Regions from separate parts of the Danio rerio genome. Here region 2 is linked to region 1. Evidence: chromatin contacts called from public Hi-C data. All regions are on one chromosome and are shown on one strand. The core of a region is the stretch at or near the end of the contact, and the rest is flanking DNA. Distances in the headings are between cores, read along the strand shown. Region 1 holds the start of irx1b (iroquois homeobox 1b). Region 2 overlaps LOC141379111 (a long non-coding RNA gene).

Region 1 (3,531 bases), core at 578-3,077:
GCAGGATGGGTTGAAGGTGAGGCCCTGAGGCCTGCAGGCGTCGACGGGATACTGAGTTTTTGCGTATTATCAGGACTTGTTGCCGTCTCCGCCAAAGACCAGATTTTGGGTTTGCTGTTTCCAGGCCTTTGACACACTGCTCCACCAGGAGACACCTCACCAACGCTTTTGACCACATTCTGTTCTCTATTACCACTCGACATAGGACTGTCCGTGTTTTTAAGTGCTGGGGAAGATAATATCCGCGGTGTTTCAATGTTTTCAATCGCGTGCGGGTTATTCGCTGCTTCCTTGTTCTGGTCCACTCTGGGCTCCTCCGCCTTGTCCATATCGATGGTCTCCAGATCGATTTCTTCCTCGTCGTCATTTTTGTCCGCATCATCCTCGTTGTCGCTGTCGAAAATTCGCCCGTCTCTGTCCTCGGCACTGCGACCCCAGGTCACTTTATTCTCCTTTTTGAGTCTCCGGCGCGCGTTGGCGAACCAGGTGGACACCTGCGTAAGGGTCATCTTCGTGATGATGGCCAGCATGATCTTCTCACCTTTGGTGGGATACGGGTTCTTTTTGTGTTCCTGCAACCATGCTTTCAGTGTGCTGGTGGTTTCTCTGGTAGCGCTCTTGGCCCGGGCCGGATCACCGTACTGATACTGGCCGTATGGATAAAAACCGGGCGCAGCGTGCACTGCAAATCCTGGAGGATGAGCCCCGGGGTTATCCTTCAGCTCATACTGCGACCCCTGGGGATTAGAAAAATTAATTATCAGTAGGTTTGTAGACATGCACAGGAAAGAGTAATACGAATGTCGTTCCTTCTATTTTGGTATTATTTTGAAAAGTGTTAAAGTAGTATTTCAACACGAGAAATGAACTGTTGCTGCAAACTTCTAGCAGTGATTTACTTTTAAAACAAACACTGGAAACCTAAATAAAATTACTTATGCAGAACTATAATTTGGAAATATAAAGTTTAATAATTATTATTCGATAATTACAGTGCCAAAATAGAGATTATTTCAAATGTTAGAGAATTAAAAAAATCGCTAATTAATCTTAAAAATAAATGCAGTCATTGTCTCTTGTTCTTCTTTTATGTATGCAGAACTGTTTTAGTCTGTGAAAGTAGAACAACTACAAATTACAATTTGTTGTTTTTAATTAAAAACATTAGTTTTTAAATCCGTTCAATTCCGATTATTTTAAAGATTGCGTTTATATTTTTAACCTCTCGAAACACTGCCATATAAAACATTTAATATACATCTGATAAACATTTAAAACTAATAGTTTAATGCAAAATGTAATGTTTAAAGTTTAATTCATCTTATTATATATATATATATATATATATATATATATATATATATATATATATATATATATATATATATATATATATATTAGACAGATATTTACCACTGTAAAATACTTTATAACATGTATATATAAACTGTCTTACCATCTGAGAGAGCAGGGCCAGCTCGGCACTGTTGTAAGGTAAGAAGGCGCTATAATTTTGCACGGTCCACGGATTCGCATACATGCCGAGCATCGGCGTGATAGCAGCCGCTGCAGTCGCGGGATTTGCGCTGTTGTCCGAGCTTCCCTCGCGTGGAGAGGACGGCATTACACCCGTGCGCTCCGCTCCGTACACCTCTTGGGAGGCGTTTAGGAACTGTGGGTAACCCAGTTGGGGGAACGACATGTCCAACTCCCGAGGAACTCTGTCGGAGATTTACAAGAGAGAAGGGCAATCCACTTTCAATCACAGCAATAACTCTCGCTTGGTGCAGAAGCGCGGTCTCTTCAGGAGGAACGTCTAGTGATGCGTCTACCCTCTGGACCTCTCACAATTTGAAGTTGACGGCTTGATTGGCATGATACTTAAGCGCGAGGCCCCTCCTATCCGGGGCCACGCGATAAGTAGGCTGCAGTGTGTGTTATTGTGTGTTTTTGTGGCAGTGTAAACGAAGTGCTTAGTTACATATACGCCTTGTTCGCGTAAAAATGTGGAATGTGACAACAAATATATAAATATTTAACATAAAATAAATAGTTTTGCATTATAAAATGTTAAGAGCAGTGTTGCTGGGCATGACTGCATTTATGCATTTCTGAACTTTCTTCATATTAATTTAAGGTAAATAATTTAATTAATAAAGCTTATAGCTAATATTAACGAGACACAATTAATGCAAAAATGCTAGTGGAGTTGTCTGGTTAACTATTCTTACTTTTGTAAACACACGAATTAATAGGCTAAATGAATAAAATACAGTGTACTATATTTAAAAAAAATTAAAGAATTAAAAGAAAAAAATCTTAATTTTACAAAAATAAAACGATAAAATACAGTTAAAAACTTCTTAGCAGTGTTTTTAAGACAAGTTTGTTCTGTTACAAAATATTTAAAGTATTTTAAATTTCATGATTTTATGAATTAAGTGACATTTGACGCTAACAAACAGACTGATAAACTTGTTACTATAGTGCAATTATGTAATTTAGTTACACATATCAATATGAAATGTTTGCATCATCTAAGCGGTCTGTGCATTTAACTGATATATAATAAATGCTTCAAGTTTTCCTTATCTTGATATAATTATTATCTATGAACATTTTAAATAAAGTGTTATGTAAATAGGATAGAAAACGGCATTTTTGTACAGTGTTTATTAACTCCATCTACGATTAAATGCACTGACATTTATTGATTGCGCAATGCCATAACCTATCTATCTCCAGTCAATATTTCATGTTTTATTTAACGCGCATGCGGCTCAGGAGTTTGTATGTATAAGCGGCTTCAACGTCTGGTAGTGTGGAGTCGTGAAGAAGGCAATAATGGAGTGTAATAGTGATTTGATGGAGCGGAGAGAATCATCATCATCGCTCCCCTCCCTCTCACAGCGCGCGCGCACACACACAAGCGTTCACACGGCGTGCCAGAGAGGGTCTCAGTAATGTCCAACAGGGAAACAAACGATCCCGTTTATGGTAATTTGCACATTAGCATCACACAGGTTGTCCCGTGATAAGGTGACAGGTTAATGAAATGCTCCATTCAGAGGAGCCATTTGATCCCTCTGAGAGGTTGTGATAAGGAGCCAACCAGAGAAGCCTGCAATTAAAACCACAGCCTATCTCTCCATCCCAGTATATTTTCTCTCTCCTCCTCTCATCCACGGCTGGTAATGAGGGCTAACACCCCTGTCTGCGCTAATCCTCCCCCTGGGTGCACCTTGCTATCAGATGTTAGCTTTGTAATTATTTATCCAAAAAGTCATAATTTCATGCTTGAGTAGCAAATGAGTTTGGCGAGCTGGTTAGGCAATTCTCTTCGTGTCCTGCGAAGCGGAGAGCGGGATTTAATGATTTAATTACAGCAGTTAGTCCTCCATTTGGCGCTAAGGAGTTTCACGTTTTAAAATGGCTATGGAGTCACCTGCCGTTGACGATTTCGGATGTTATAATCCACGTTTCCATTAATATTAATATTAAAAATCCATCCTGACAGCAATCTCTTCATCA
Region 2 (3,531 bases), core at 672-3,171, 79 kb after region 1:
AATATTGACATAACAGCATGTCTTTTTTTAATGTGGTTTGTATAAATTTGTCTGTCTTTTGTCCTATTGAACTTAGTGTCTGGAATATAGAGTATTATATTTTTGGTGACAGTCAAAAATGCATTGTTTATATTCTAGATTCTAGATTTTTTTAATGCTGAAAATGATTAGAATATTAATTAATGATCTTGTTTCATGAAGATATTTGATAAATTTCCTACTATAAAATAACAAACCTAATTCTTGATTAGTGATGTGCACTGTTAAAACTTAGTTAGGACAACTTTAATGGTTTTTCTCTGTATTTTGATCATCAGATTTCGGATGTTTAAATAGTTGTGCCTTGCCAAAATCTTGTCCTGCCAAACCATACATAAATGGAAAGTTAATATATTAAACTTTCAGATGTGTAGATCTTAATAATAAATTAAAAATTATTACTGGTTTTGCAGTCCAGGGTCATATGTACTAAAAGTCTTTATCTTTAACATCTCATGGTTCAAACAGAACGAAAACAGCTCTAGTCATGGAACCCTAACCATGTGATTTAATTAAGACACTTTATTTTATTCCATATTTAGAAAGAATCCACTTAAACACCTATTAGTTACAGTATTAACTTTATAAATAAATATTTAAAAATCTTTACGGTCACTTATGTTACTTGAGGTATTGACTAGCAAATACAAACAGAAATGTTTGCTCCTTTGTCAAAGTTTGTTTAAGGTGAGACACTGCAGGCAAAAACACGCATCAGTCGCTTTTGAGATTTGGGGCTTTTTGGCTTTTCATCAAGTGCTTATTCAGTCTGATGTAAAGAAAGATTCAAAATACACTTTTAAGTGTTTCTTTTGTCACCGTTTATCATTTTTTATTTGTCTGCAGACTTCAGGTAAAGTATATATTTTTAAACCTATTTGAGTTTTTTTTTCCTCCTGCACTGAGCCATAAATCTCTCTCGCACACACTCAAAAAATAATGTTTGGTGCTTGTTCAAACTACTTATGTTAAATGAGGTGTAACAACCCAATTCTAAAGGTTTTTTGGGGGACAACCTATTTATTTTATGTTCAATCTACTTACATTTATAAAAGTGATTAAGTTAACTTTAATCGATTTGTGTTGTGACAACATAAAGGAAGTGTGTGGAACCCAAAATGTTTTACAGTGCACACACACACACACACACTCACACACACACAGACACACACACACACACACACACACACACACACACACACACACACACACCAGATTTTGGTTTTACTTTTATCTGTATTCTGATTTATCAGTTTTTACAGAGGTATACGGTCATACATAACGTACCCGAATTACACTTACACAAAAAAGTGAAAATATATTTTTTATTGATTTATTTTATTTAATTTTTTATTTATTTATTCATTTTACTGTACATTTACAGTATTTTCTGAATTCTACAAAATTCCTTTTTGTAAAAAAAAAAAAAAGCGTATCTCTGTCATAAATTAACATGCATTTTAGAAATCTTCACATATTTTTTTCACTGGAAATTTTCTACAAGATAAATAAAAAAGATTGAATCAACCAGGTTGCATCCTGCTGTGTCACCTGCAGTGTATTTCCCTAACTTTCCCATCATACGTAAACTGATACGTTTTAACGTTTATAATATGCTTAAATGCCTAATAATCCACATGCTAGGCTGTATCTTGTGCCGTAGTGCCATCCGCAGTGTTTGCGTGGCTCTGCTTAACTCTCTTCACACTCAGGATGTATTTAAAGGAAGTCCATATTGGAAACAGCTTGAAAAGGTGCAGTCATTGACTCCTCCATCGATTATCTGGAGAGGAGCTCAGTGTGTTACAGGACAGACTCCTCCTCTCAAAGAGAAGATCTGATGCTCTTTTATAGACACATCTCATGTGGGCCATGACGGCAAATGCTATTCCTCAATTATTTACACCGCCTAAATGGCAGCCACTGCAGGGTGTCCATGGCATGTGTGTGTTTGAATGAGATATTTTATGTTTTTGGGGGTTTGGTGGATCGAAAATGGTAGACACATCAGATAGAGTTGTGTGTATACATATTATGACAGTATATACATATTTATTATGAACATGCATGTAAATCGCTTGATATTGTTTCAAAACATATTTAAGCACACTGTTAAAGGTTGCAGATTGTTTGTTTTGTGTAAAAAAAGTGTTTGTGTTTCTCAAATATGTTCATAGTAGTCGTATGCTTTTATAAAATGACGGACGTTTTGCAATTATGTGTGGCGTGTATATTTTACGATTGAAGATTGGCAGTTTTATAGATTGCTTACACCGCCTGATTGTTTTTGTCACAAGGCTGCCCTCTATCTTTCAGCTAAAGGAATGCATATTACTTTCTGTAAATGTGGCTTAGACTTTTACCCAAATGTATAAATCTAAAAAAACTACTTCGAATGTTTTCTTAATTTAGAAAAATAAAAGGATGAAAAGTAAGTTAAACTGAACCATCTGTATTTACTGTAAAATTGGTAACCTACAGTTAACTATACATAAACAAAATAATAATAATGTCATTGTAAATTTATATTTTTATTAAATCAGCAATATATGGTATTGTTTTTGTTTGGATTAAACGATTTACATTTCAATTTAATAAAGATGCTAGTATTTTTAGGTAATTATCTCTGATGAAAGAAACATTTTAACTTGTTACTCTGTTAAATGTTACTCTGTTTCACAAATAAACTGCCAGGGGCTTATTTATGTTTATGTGTCATAAACATTATATTTATTGGGTTTTATTATAAAAAAATAATAATTACAACAATAACAACTATTATTATTATTATTATTATTATTATTATTATTGTTGTTGTTGTTGTTGTTGTTGTTGTTGTTGTTGTTATTATTATTATTATTATTATTATTATTATTATTATTATTATTATTATGTTATTATGTTGTTGTTGTTGCTGGAAATTTATTTATTTATTCATTCATTCGTTCATTCATTCATTTATTTATTTATTAGTTTGTTTACTCACTTTGTTACTTATTTACTTGCATACATACTTACTTACTTTCTTACCGACCAACCTACCTACATACTTACACGGTTTAGACCATTGTATCTTTGTTTACTCATCTCAGGTTTTTTCTCTGAGCTGTTTTCTAAGTTCATTATGACATAAGGCAACAGTCTCGTAATAAATATTGGCTGAAAATCTGACTCTAATGCACTTTAAGGTTTTAGATACTTATGAGTTATTATTGTATAGGGTATGATTTTGAGATGCAACAAAATCTCTCAGGATGTAACAACACCATGGAGATATGCTGCTTAATGACTATAACGAAGACTAGGAATTATGACTTAAAATAGTGATCCTCTGAAGCACGAAAAAGCTGTGTACAAAAATTACCTATTTAAAACAACAATCAGTAGTGAAGTATATGTAATTTAATAGCTTTATGCTGGCAAAAGTGACGATAAGTCATTTAAACTATCATAAAATGCACTTGAAAGATGATATATGACCTTTTAAAATTA

What was found. Hi-C and Micro-C count contacts between places; a contact is called where the count stands out from the background.
Region 2: a Hi-C map of gastrula embryo shows a contact between it and region 1, with 3 times the contacts expected there. The contact joins the enhancer-like site here to the promoter of irx1b in region 1. A contact is called at or near these places in 8 of 18 Hi-C or Micro-C datasets (caudal fin, embryo, gastrula embryo and 2 more) and 1 of 4 datasets of contacts at active chromatin or transcription factors (gastrula embryo).

The regions. Positions count from the first base shown.
Region 1 is chr19:30,547,409-30,550,939 of GRCz12tu, forward strand. It overlaps irx1b (iroquois homeobox 1b), which reads right to left and starts at 1,828. Exons shown (of 4, transcript NM_131823.1): 1 at 1,457-1,828; 2 at 1-737. The coding sequence starts at 1,702. The region is part of intron 2 of LOC141379111 (a long non-coding RNA gene); the gene reads left to right.
Region 2 is chr19:30,626,215-30,629,745 of GRCz12tu, forward strand. All of the region lies in intron 4 of LOC141379111 (a long non-coding RNA gene), which reads left to right. Among named protein-coding and RNA genes, the nearest start is that of irx4b, 47 kb to the right of the region's middle. Within about 2 kb of position 1,922, at least 5 of the 62 cell types and tissues checked have an H3K27ac peak or open chromatin away from gene starts, as enhancers often do.